Linked DNA regions of Mus musculus: region 2 is linked to region 1. The links are chromatin contacts, called in public HiChIP or PLAC-seq maps. All regions are on one chromosome and are shown on one strand. The core of a region is the stretch at or near the end of the contact, and the rest is flanking DNA. Distances in the headings are between cores, read along the strand shown.

The links. HiChIP or PLAC-seq counts read pairs in DNA pulled down with a chosen protein or histone mark.
Region 2: an H3K27ac HiChIP or PLAC-seq map of microglia shows a contact between it and region 1, with 6 times the contacts expected there. The contact joins two enhancer-like sites. A contact is called at or near these places in 8 of 39 promoter capture datasets (HPC-7-derived erythroid cells, embryonic stem cells, maxillary cranial neural crest and 2 more) and 7 of 115 datasets of contacts at active chromatin or transcription factors (acute myeloid leukemia, double positive thymocytes, effector CD8 T cells and 4 more).

The regions. Positions count from the first base shown.
Region 1 is chr11:34,388,184-34,393,239 of GRCm38.p6, reverse strand. All of the region lies in intron 27 of Dock2 (dedicator of cyto-kinesis 2), which reads left to right. All of the region lies in intron 1 of Insyn2b (inhibitory synaptic factor family member 2B), which reads right to left. Among named protein-coding and RNA genes, the nearest start is that of Insyn2b, 76 kb to the right of the region's middle. Within about 2 kb of position 3,544, at least 33 of the 459 cell types and tissues checked have an H3K27ac peak or open chromatin away from gene starts, as enhancers often do. A contact at or near this core is called in acute myeloid leukemia and microglia, where this site is marked.
Region 2 is chr11:34,768,859-34,773,472 of GRCm38.p6, reverse strand. The region is part of intron 1 of Dock2 (dedicator of cyto-kinesis 2); the gene reads left to right. Among named protein-coding and RNA genes, the nearest start is that of Dock2, 13 kb to the left of the region's middle. Within about 2 kb of position 1,657, at least 146 of the 459 cell types and tissues checked have an H3K27ac peak or open chromatin away from gene starts, as enhancers often do. A contact at or near this core is called in acute myeloid leukemia and microglia, where this site is marked.

The DNA.
Region 1 (5,056 bases), core at 2,295-4,794:
CTTTCTTGGTATTTCCAGATGCAATTCTGCCCCATCACATGACTGGGGATACTTTCTTACTGTTTTCTTAGGTTATATCACTTTATCTTTAATTTGACTCTGATTTATTCTTTCTGTGACCACACACTGGGGGAGCTGCCTGCTCAAACAAATAGAAAAATTCAGAGACCTTGGAGGAGTAGCCATCAGATTAGTGTGGACATTAGTGAGTGACAGTGTCCCATTTTCCTTCCTTCCCCTCCAAAGATGAGTAAACAATGGCTTACATTACTAGAAATAGTCCATCTGAGGCTACAGAATAGCTACAGCCACTCCTAAGATCAATGTCTAGGGGCACACACTTCCTGCTTCCATGGGGTGGGGGGCAGGATCCAGTTGTGTTAAAGGGGGCTGGAAGCATTTCCTACACCTCAGGTCCATTTTCTTTGGTTTTGTGAGACCTAGGACTGTTTCCTTATTAATTAGTCTTGTTTGCATTTCGTAGTCTCACCTACACATTGTCTAAATGACACCTCCCAGTCCAAAAGAACCTTTGTTTCTATGTTGACAGGCACTTGGGCCGATTTAAAATCTTAGTCCTTGCACTGAATCCTGAAACCCCTTGCTCCTCAATAGGTTTGATAATGTTCTCAAAACATTCAAAGGAGGCTCACATCTGCCTTTCTTCAAGGTCTTACAAACCAGGCCTCATCCGTGCCATTTTGAAGCTGAGAAAACTGTAATGATGAGGAAAAAAATGACCAAAATGTCTGACAGGAGCACAAGAGATGCAAAATGTGATTAGATCTGGGAACTTCCGTAGGAGCTGGAGGAAGCTGAGTACCCATTGAAGAATCAGCAGAAAGGCTGCACTGGGCTCTGCAGGGACCCCTTCCCCTGACAGAATATCACTGCATACCTGGTGGAGAGTAAGAGCAAACAGCCATGCATTCTGCAGTGTGCCATCCACGGTGATACTGCAGAGTGCTACCAGGAACTGCAATGATTCTTCTCTCCTCTGGATGCCTGCCTACACTGCGGAATTTTCACAAGAGGAAGGAAGGGGGGAATTTACGGTCAGAGCTCATCCCAGAAGAACAGAGAACTCAGGGCAGCCAGCAGTTGGCAGAAGCACAGGGCTCTGGTGTCATTAAAGAGCCACACTTTGTTTCTGAGAGGGCCAATAGTGTGCCTGTATCACATGTGCCACAGAGCAGATGCTGAACTTAGTGGCTGCTGTTCATTTCACTGGTGTGTGTTAGACCTGAATCTGAAAAGCTGTATTGAGAGTTTTGGCTAACCTCAAATACCAGTCAGAACAGCAAGGAAATAAAGCGTCAGAGGAGAGGACTGCTATGGGTATCCCTAGCCTTGTGATTCCTGAGGAACCAAGAATATCTCTGCCTTCTTTTGATCTGCTTCCTTCCTTCCTTCCTTCCTTCCTTCCTTCCTTCCTTCCTTCCTTCCTTCCTTCCTTCCTTCCTTCCTTCCTTCCTTCCTTCCCCCTTCCCCCTCTCTCTTTCCCCTCTCCCTCGCCCCTCTCTCATTCCTTAGTAGTCTTCTGTCAGGAGCCATCTAGGAGAGGTTAAGGCTAGAAGGTGACTTTCTTGGTGGTGGCCCACCTTTTTTGGGGGGGCGTGGCCTAAGATGAGTGAACTGAGAGGCAAAGTCCCAAAAGACTTCATCTCAGGATTGCTTCTTGCAACTGATACTCCTTTTCCTGTCACTATTACACAGTCTAATGATTCCTGGGTATTAGCCCACCCTATTGGGCAGATTTCCTGCAGATCAACATAAAGATTAACTTCCATGAATTAATGCGGTTATAGAATTCCTGGTTTAATTCAAATAATTTTAGGAAGAATATTTTAAGAGATGATTTTAGTTGTTTTGCCAAAAGGATATAATAAAGTTAGAATCAAGAATAGAGTGTACCCACTTTTCATAAGATAGTAGATGAAGGCTGAATAATAAGGAATGCACTGAGCGTTCACAATTACACTAAAAAGACAAATAAGCCTGGGACAAATTTGTGATCAAGGAAAAACATTCATTATAGGTCAGATCCAAGGATGAAGCCACAGGTGTGCACTCTGATAAAGTGAGACCATGCGAATTTGTAGCTTTGAACTTATAATGAAACGCTGCTTTGAAGTTAATATCAGCATCCTTCTGTAACTCCCCTTTTATGTAATATTTTATCTATAAGGTAATGTTCTAAAGAACTTTTGTCTAAGAAGGCATAAGAGGGCCAGAGAGAAGGAATAAAGTGTGGCTCTGGGGCTCAATCCATCCATCCACCAAATGTGTGTGTGTCTATATATTTGCCATGTTTGCCATGGATATGTTTGTATGTATGTATGCATGCATGCAAGAACACTTGTGGAGCTGATGAGAAAAGTGGTCAGACCTGGCTTTTGTGTGTGTGTGTGTGTGTGTGTGTGTGTGTGTGTGTGTGTGTGTGTGTGTGCATATTGCCTGCATAGAATATTTTCTGTCTTTTCTTCTCTTTTCTTCCTAGTTCATGAAGAGTTAATGGGTCCAAGCTTCTTACCTGGCCACGGCAATACAGACAGGAACTCTAACAATTAATTTCTTACTTAGTTACCTGATGCTCCCAGCAGGAATAATTATCAAATGTCTGTCTGTCTGTCTGTCTAAACTTACACTTAAGAGTTAAAAGAGTGCAGAGTTTCATGCTGGGCATTCTTGCCAGGCCCAGATAATTAAGTTTTGTTCTGTCAGCAGTATTGACCCCATAAATCGCCCCCTCACAGTCTCCAGCACCCCCATCTGTTATCAGCATGACCCCAATCACCCCCCATTCCCCATTCTCTGCCCTTCCAGAGAGAACCAGTGCTGGGGCAGGCTCCTGGCAGGCAGTCTTCTCTGCTAGCTGAAATGACATGCCACTGTGAGACGTTCTCTGTGCTAGTTCAGAAGAGAAGCCCCACCTGTCTTTCACGTGAATCACAGATGGCACGGCCCCTTCTTTATCTCTTGCATGATGGGTCCATGGTGGTTGCATAATAACAAGGATGTCCTGCTTGGGTCAAACTGAAGAGTTTTGTTTTTTTTTTTAAGCTCTCATCCCCTGCCCCCTCCCCTGCTCTGTCTTCTTGCAAAAAGAAGGCCATGTGAGCAGAGCAAGCCAGACAGTGGCTACTGTCAGTAATCTAGGTTAGCCCCAAGGACAGGAGAAGGAGAAAGGCTACATGCTGGTGACATATCTGGGAATGGAGGGTAGGTGTTTCTCAATCCTAACCAGACCCACCTGACTGCCTTCTACCCTGACTGGTGTGTGTGGGATATCAATCTGCTGGTATGCCTTGATCTTCCTCTCTATCTTGGGCAATAGTATTACATACAAGGCTTGTAGCCCTTCAATGTTTGCCACTCTAGTCAGCAACCACAGGCCTTTACCTTTCCTCTATATCTCTAGTTACACCAATTACCCTATTTACAACCTATCTCCTTGAGTGACAACCTCTGACTAACTTGGTGAGATTTGTCCCTCAGGAGGAAGTCCTGTGCTCATACCAAACCTTGCAGAGTGGCTCAAGTGCTTATATCTGTTGGCCTAGCTTCCTCATTTGGCTCCCAGAAGCAGTGTCTGGCACACAGTAGGTTGTGAGGACTGCTAGCTCGCTTCCTTTCTTCCTGTTTTCTGGCCTAAGAATTGTCCCTTGTCTCCTCTCACCCCTAGCCCTACCCAACTTGTGTTGCCTCGGTAGGGACTTTAAAATGAGTGGTTCTGCATTGAGCCAGGTGGTGGCTACCTGCCACAGTTCCGGCTAGGCTGTTGGCTGGGGGTGGCTTCTCTGTTTTCAGAGCTGATCTGAGCCCACTGACTACCTAGGGACATAGAAATTGGCAGACGATCCCCAGCACTTTGGACAGTTGGTGGGGAAGCCAGACACCATGGACGCCGGATAGTACTCCAGCAACTCCAGCAACTCAAAGCAGCCTTTTCAAGAGAGAGGTGCAGACTCTCTTGTGTCCAGATCTTCTGCGAATGACTTGCTTCATCTGAACTACCAAGTACCCCTAAAGTACAACAGAGGTCTATGGGTTTAGGTGGTGAAGACCAGAAATCTTTGTTCTGAGCACCAACTACCTAGGATTCCACGCTGGCCCTGCTGAATTCCACATCCATTTTGGAGGGTAAATCGCTTAAGCTCCATGTGCTTTGATTTTCCCATCTTGATACATGGCTAGGACTATTTCTTCAGAACCCACCAGAGAGCTTTAAACAAAGGGTCACACCCAGAAAGTCTTCAGAAAAGTACCCATCGGGTCAGAAGCACGTAATACAATTTGGTGGCTATTTTCACTACTCTTGGTGGCATTGTCTTCAGGATCAGTGGGAGACAAGCAACCAAGGGATGTTTCCTTCCTATCTGTAAAGGACACAGAGGGTGTGGGCATTGATGACACAGAAGTGGACATGTAAGATGACATAGAAGAAAACACAAATTAAAACCCAAAATGACTAGAATGACTGGAGCTAGGAAGTAAGAAGTGACGTTGGAAAGAAGCATAGAATTTGTTCTGATCTTCCTAGGAAGGCGACTGAGAGGGGAACCATCCTTGCCATCCCTCAGTTCTGGGAAGTGTATTCCACAATAAAGAAGAGCACCCTTCTTTTGTGACCTTGAGGTCTGAGAGCGACTGTCCTAAGTATATAGATCACAAACATTTTCACAGATCTAAGATTTTTAGACCCAAACTCTGAGAGGATAAGTTTTGAGGAGATCTGAGGAAGGACCAGAGCGACAGACAGTAAATGAAGGAATGCACGTTCTGTCACTCAGGTGTGAACAAAGGGGATGACCAGGAGTGGGGAGGAAGGTCACCCTTAGATGTCTCCAGAGAACTACAGCCTGAAGACTGAGGGCCTCAGCAGTCAAACGGAATTCCAGCAAAAGCCAAAATGTCTCCCAGGGGTGATCCAACACCAGCCCATGGTAGGGAGCATCCCATTTTTGCAAACCTTCCTTTGGAAGGCAGTGCCATGGGAGGATGCTTACTGTACTGTCCAGGAGAACGGAGATACATTTTTCCTCTTGTCTCTGAG
Region 2 (4,614 bases), core at 408-2,907, 380 kb before region 1:
TGTGTGTGCGCGTGCGCGCTATGGAAAACACCCACATCATTCTAAGCAGGACTTACTCACTTTGCTCCAGCTGATACTGTGAGTAGGACATGATTCTTTGATATAGATCTCTCTCTTCAATTATACAGTGGAGTGTCAATCCATCTTCTGTTGCTATAACAAAGTACCCAAAGCAGAATACTTAACAAAGAAAAGAGGTTTACTTAGGTCACAGCTTTAGTGGTTGAAGATCTGAGACTGATCGTTGACTTTGCCTATTCAGTAGCAGGTGAGGACTTCAGGGCTATCTGTGCTACTGTGGTAAGAGTGGAGATGAGAGCCAGAAAAGCCAGAGACTGGGAAGTAGCTTTCTACTTCTTTTTATAACACCTTTCTCTGGGGGAAATAAACGAATCTCATTTCCAAAAGCCATACCCTGATGACCTGACCAGCGTCCACTGGGCTCAGCCTCTTGGAGGTTCTACCATTTCCTGGTGTTGCCACTCTGAGGCCCACCTCCAATTCCTGAGCCACTGTGGTACAAACTCAGTCCATGTGTGAGCCATAACAGATGGTTAAGCAGGTTGTCGGGCCTCTACTATTAGAAAGAACATTCAGCCTTCTACCTGGCCCCAAATTAGGGCAAAGATAAGTATCACCAGAGGGAAAATAGTCCCAAACTGAGGACCTCTGGACTAGAGAACTCATAGTTGGGGGCCCAGCCTGATTCCTGTTCACTGGGTGGGGTCACTTTGATTCACTAAAGATGACACAGGGATGTGCAGCCCTGGAGCCCAAGCTCCAAGACTCTCCCTGGATGGTTCAGTTTCCAGGGTTGATAGGCATCCCATTATAGCCTCACAACAGCTGTTTTGAGGATTACTAGTTTGGGATTTCTACGTGTGTCCTTGCTGGAGCCAGCCTCAGGTGGTTGCAGTCCTTGGAATGCCTCTTTGATCCTTGGCTGTGAGAACAATGTCTTCATGGGTTCTCATTGAGTTTTCACTGCTGATGTTCCTGGGTGTAGCACTTGACGCAAGAGATGTTCAAGTCCTTTGTGTGGAGCTAGGCACCTGAGATGGGAGATGGGAGCATCTTTGATGAGGAGGCTATAATGGGATGCTGGCTGTAAGTTGGCTGAGGACCAAGGTTATGAGTAAACTCTCCCATTTGCCTATCTCATGGTCGTGATTTCAATGGCTCTCATTCTGAAAGCCATTTTTTTTGTCCATATTTGTTTGTTTACTGTGTGTGTATTGATGCCAAGGTTCTAGTGTGGAGGTCAGATAATATCTTGTGAGAGTTGGTTCTTTCCTTTTGCTATGTGAGTCCTGGGAAACAGAACTCAGGTTATGAGGTTTGACAGTAGAGACCTTTACCCATCAAACCATGCCACCAGCTCCCGTTGCAGATGATTTTCTGCCTTTTCCATTGTATACTTAAATTGCTGGTAGGGGATGTTCCTTACAGAGAGTGAACAAGGACCCTCCCTCAGCCTGGTCAGAGACAAATAGAGGGTCAGAGATAAGCAATCACACTCAGCAAAGGGTGGAATTCTGCCCTAGAGTTTCCTTTTGGTAATTTAGACAAAATAACAGAAGCAGGTACTCTGGTGAGCAGAGTCACTTCCTTAGTCTGTTTTACCCTAGCAAACAAGCTTTGAGAACAGAGGTCCTCAGGCAAAGGGAGGATGGGCTTATAAGCAGTTATCAGTTACTTTCGTATTTACAACCAGCGAGTCCTTGGAACAGATACATACATTTCAGCGGAGGCACAGTTACAAAATGTTCCCGAGACATCTTAAGCTGACAGATTTGAACTCTCTTGCCTGACATGAGTGGGCAGGGTGTGAGGGAAAGGACTCCGGTCAAAAGCCATGGGAGACTGAGCAAAACTCAGTATACCCTGCTGCCCTCCAAGTGTGATGTGTGCTGACCTGATTTGCTGCATAGGCAACGCCCTATCTGGGTGGTTTCCTTCTGTGGAAACCACAGTTGATCTTGCAGTCCCGTCAGCCCCAAGGCCAAGTCCTGAGGCCAACCTCTGGCTTGGAGGAGCAGAGAGTCAGTGCAGAACCTGCTTAGCAAGGACACTAGCACACTGGCATGTGTCCAAGCACCAGCAGCCAGTGGCGGGAGAAGACTGTAAGCCAGGTCACGTGCAGAGGGAATGGAGAAACCGCTGGGTTATGCAGAAGAGAGCCCTGAGCCCTGGGGCTCTCTCCAGACTTGCTCTTAGACAAAGACAAACTTCACTCAACGGTGACCCCTCCGTGCCACTGCCTGCAAACGGCTGGGAAGTGGGGTTAAAGGTGACATGAAGCTTGCAAGGAGTTAGTGGCTCTCTGAGTAGCTGGCTTTTGGAGATCTTGTAATACTGCTTAAAAAAGAAATGTGGCTCACATTGATTGAGCTCTGACTGTGGCTGGGTGTTGATCCTGCAGACAGTCCAGCCTTTCATGATTAATATCGGGTGGGTCTTTTTGGAATCTTTTGACAGAGAATAAAATCATCTTCATTGAGAACAAGGATGGCCATGTGGAATCGTGGCCAACTGGAACTGCAAATGAGGAAGCATGCTAAAACGTACTCCCAGGTGTCATGAGGGGTCAGGGGAGTGTTAGATTGCAGGTGGTGTTTTGTTCATCTGGAGTTCGGATGCCTTGGTTTTTTTGTTTTTTGTTTTTTTAAATGGCTGGGTGTTGTCTCAATTTCTAGGTTACTTAGAGGAAACAGGAAGTCTCAGAAATGGTTAGTAAGAGCTAGTGAATCACAGTTAGCTTGCTCTTCTGAGTGCCTGGGCTCAGATAGCACAGGTCTAAGGATCAGCTACAGATATAATGGGCCAGAGAGGGCCATCCTACTGCCCTTCAGTGGGAGCTGGAGATGCTGAGGCCCAGGAAGATGGAGTCTACTATTCAGTGTAGGCCGTCTGGATTACAGAAAGACAAGTGTAGGATACACACACTCAGGCAGGCAGACCCTAGCTAGGTTCCTCTCTTAGCCTTGTGCAGGGCACCAACTGAGACCTGGTGCTTGAGGCCAGGGCCAGTGAACGACAGGACTGAACTCTTGAGGTGGGATCTGAGACCCTGCCTCATGCTTTCTAAGCGTCACCACCTCCCAGGAAATTTCCATCCCTGAGAATACTCTCATCTGGAGGTTAGGGTACACCATAGGGTACACCTTGCACCAGACCCAGTTTAGTATCCTAATAACATTGTTTGAAAGATACCATTAGCACACTAGAGAAGTGCAGATATTCACCCAAGGTCACACTCAACTAAAAGGCAGAGCTACCGTCCTTCCGCGTCACCGGGCTTTCTTTGATGAGTTTAGGGCGACATATGTTAGAGAGATGGGAGGCTGAAGAGGGAGAGAGGAGAGAAAGGAGATGAGTTGGGAGGGGGTTGTCTGTGACGCAGAATAATCTATACAAAGCCTACAGCTGCTTCTCGCAGGGTGTGCACAGGGGCAAGCACATGTTATGCCCAGCTCAGGCACTGTGTGAGATTAGGTAACTTTACTAGCCTCTCTGTTCATCGCTTGGCATATGGACACTATTCTTTGTACTTGGAAGCAGTGCTCTGAGGATTATAAACACATAAGAGGAGAGAGCTTTGAACAATGTCTAGTCCAAGGCGAATGTCCAAAGAACATTGGTTCTGTCAGGATTACTGTCGGTCTGCACTCCCAGGTGAGGCCTGGTTACATACAGTTTCTCTCCAGGAACCCTAACAACCTGTGTAAAGTGTAATTTACTCCCTTGGTTCCCCAGATGCCTTTCATTGTGGTCAGAGCTGGCACAATGATGCCTACCTTAAGACACAGAGAGGAAGTCTGGCCTGCTGCTGGCAGCTGCCAAGGCAGGAAGGAGGCTCCTGGGAACAGACCCACTGTCTACAGGGCTCACTGCCCACATGTGAAAGGGCCCTGGGCACTCTCCTTCCTGCTTAAAAGGAGAGCAGAGCTGTGAGGGCATGGATTCTGCACCTCAGGAAGCCTCCACTCACCCCATATGCTGGGGATAACTGATGTTCTATAATGACCCGGGCTTCCGGAGGTTGGACTGCCTATTTCATCCTTGTCACTGCAGATGGGCCTGTTGCTCCTGTCATGCTGTGGAGGCCATCCTGCCTGATTCCCCTCCAGGCTGCCAATGACTGTACATCACTGAGCGCATGTTCCATCTATGGCCGGCACCTCTCTTGTCTCTGGCTCCCTGAGGCCAAACATTCTTCTCCCCATCCTGTTCACCAGCTCCCCATCCTGTTCACCTCTCCATCCTAGCAGCACCTCCCCTCACTTCAGGTGCTCGGTGCACAGATATTTCTTGGTAATTCTGACTAAACACATGAATTCTCAGCTTGCTGTTTTAACCACGCTAAGTCGCATAGTTCAGTAGCACAGCTATGTCTCCAATGCCTAGCTGTACAAGATTGCATTTCTACAACCATGATTCTAGTAGCCATTAAGCAGTAACCCCTCGTTCTGGTCCAGTGACCATTTAGCTGTTGGCATCTCTGTGTTTCTCTTTCCGATCTTTTGTATAAATGGAACATAGAAAAACATTCATGGTTCTTTGGGTCTCGTTCCTTGTACTAAGTGTGTTTTTCTTGGATCATCTGTACTGTCC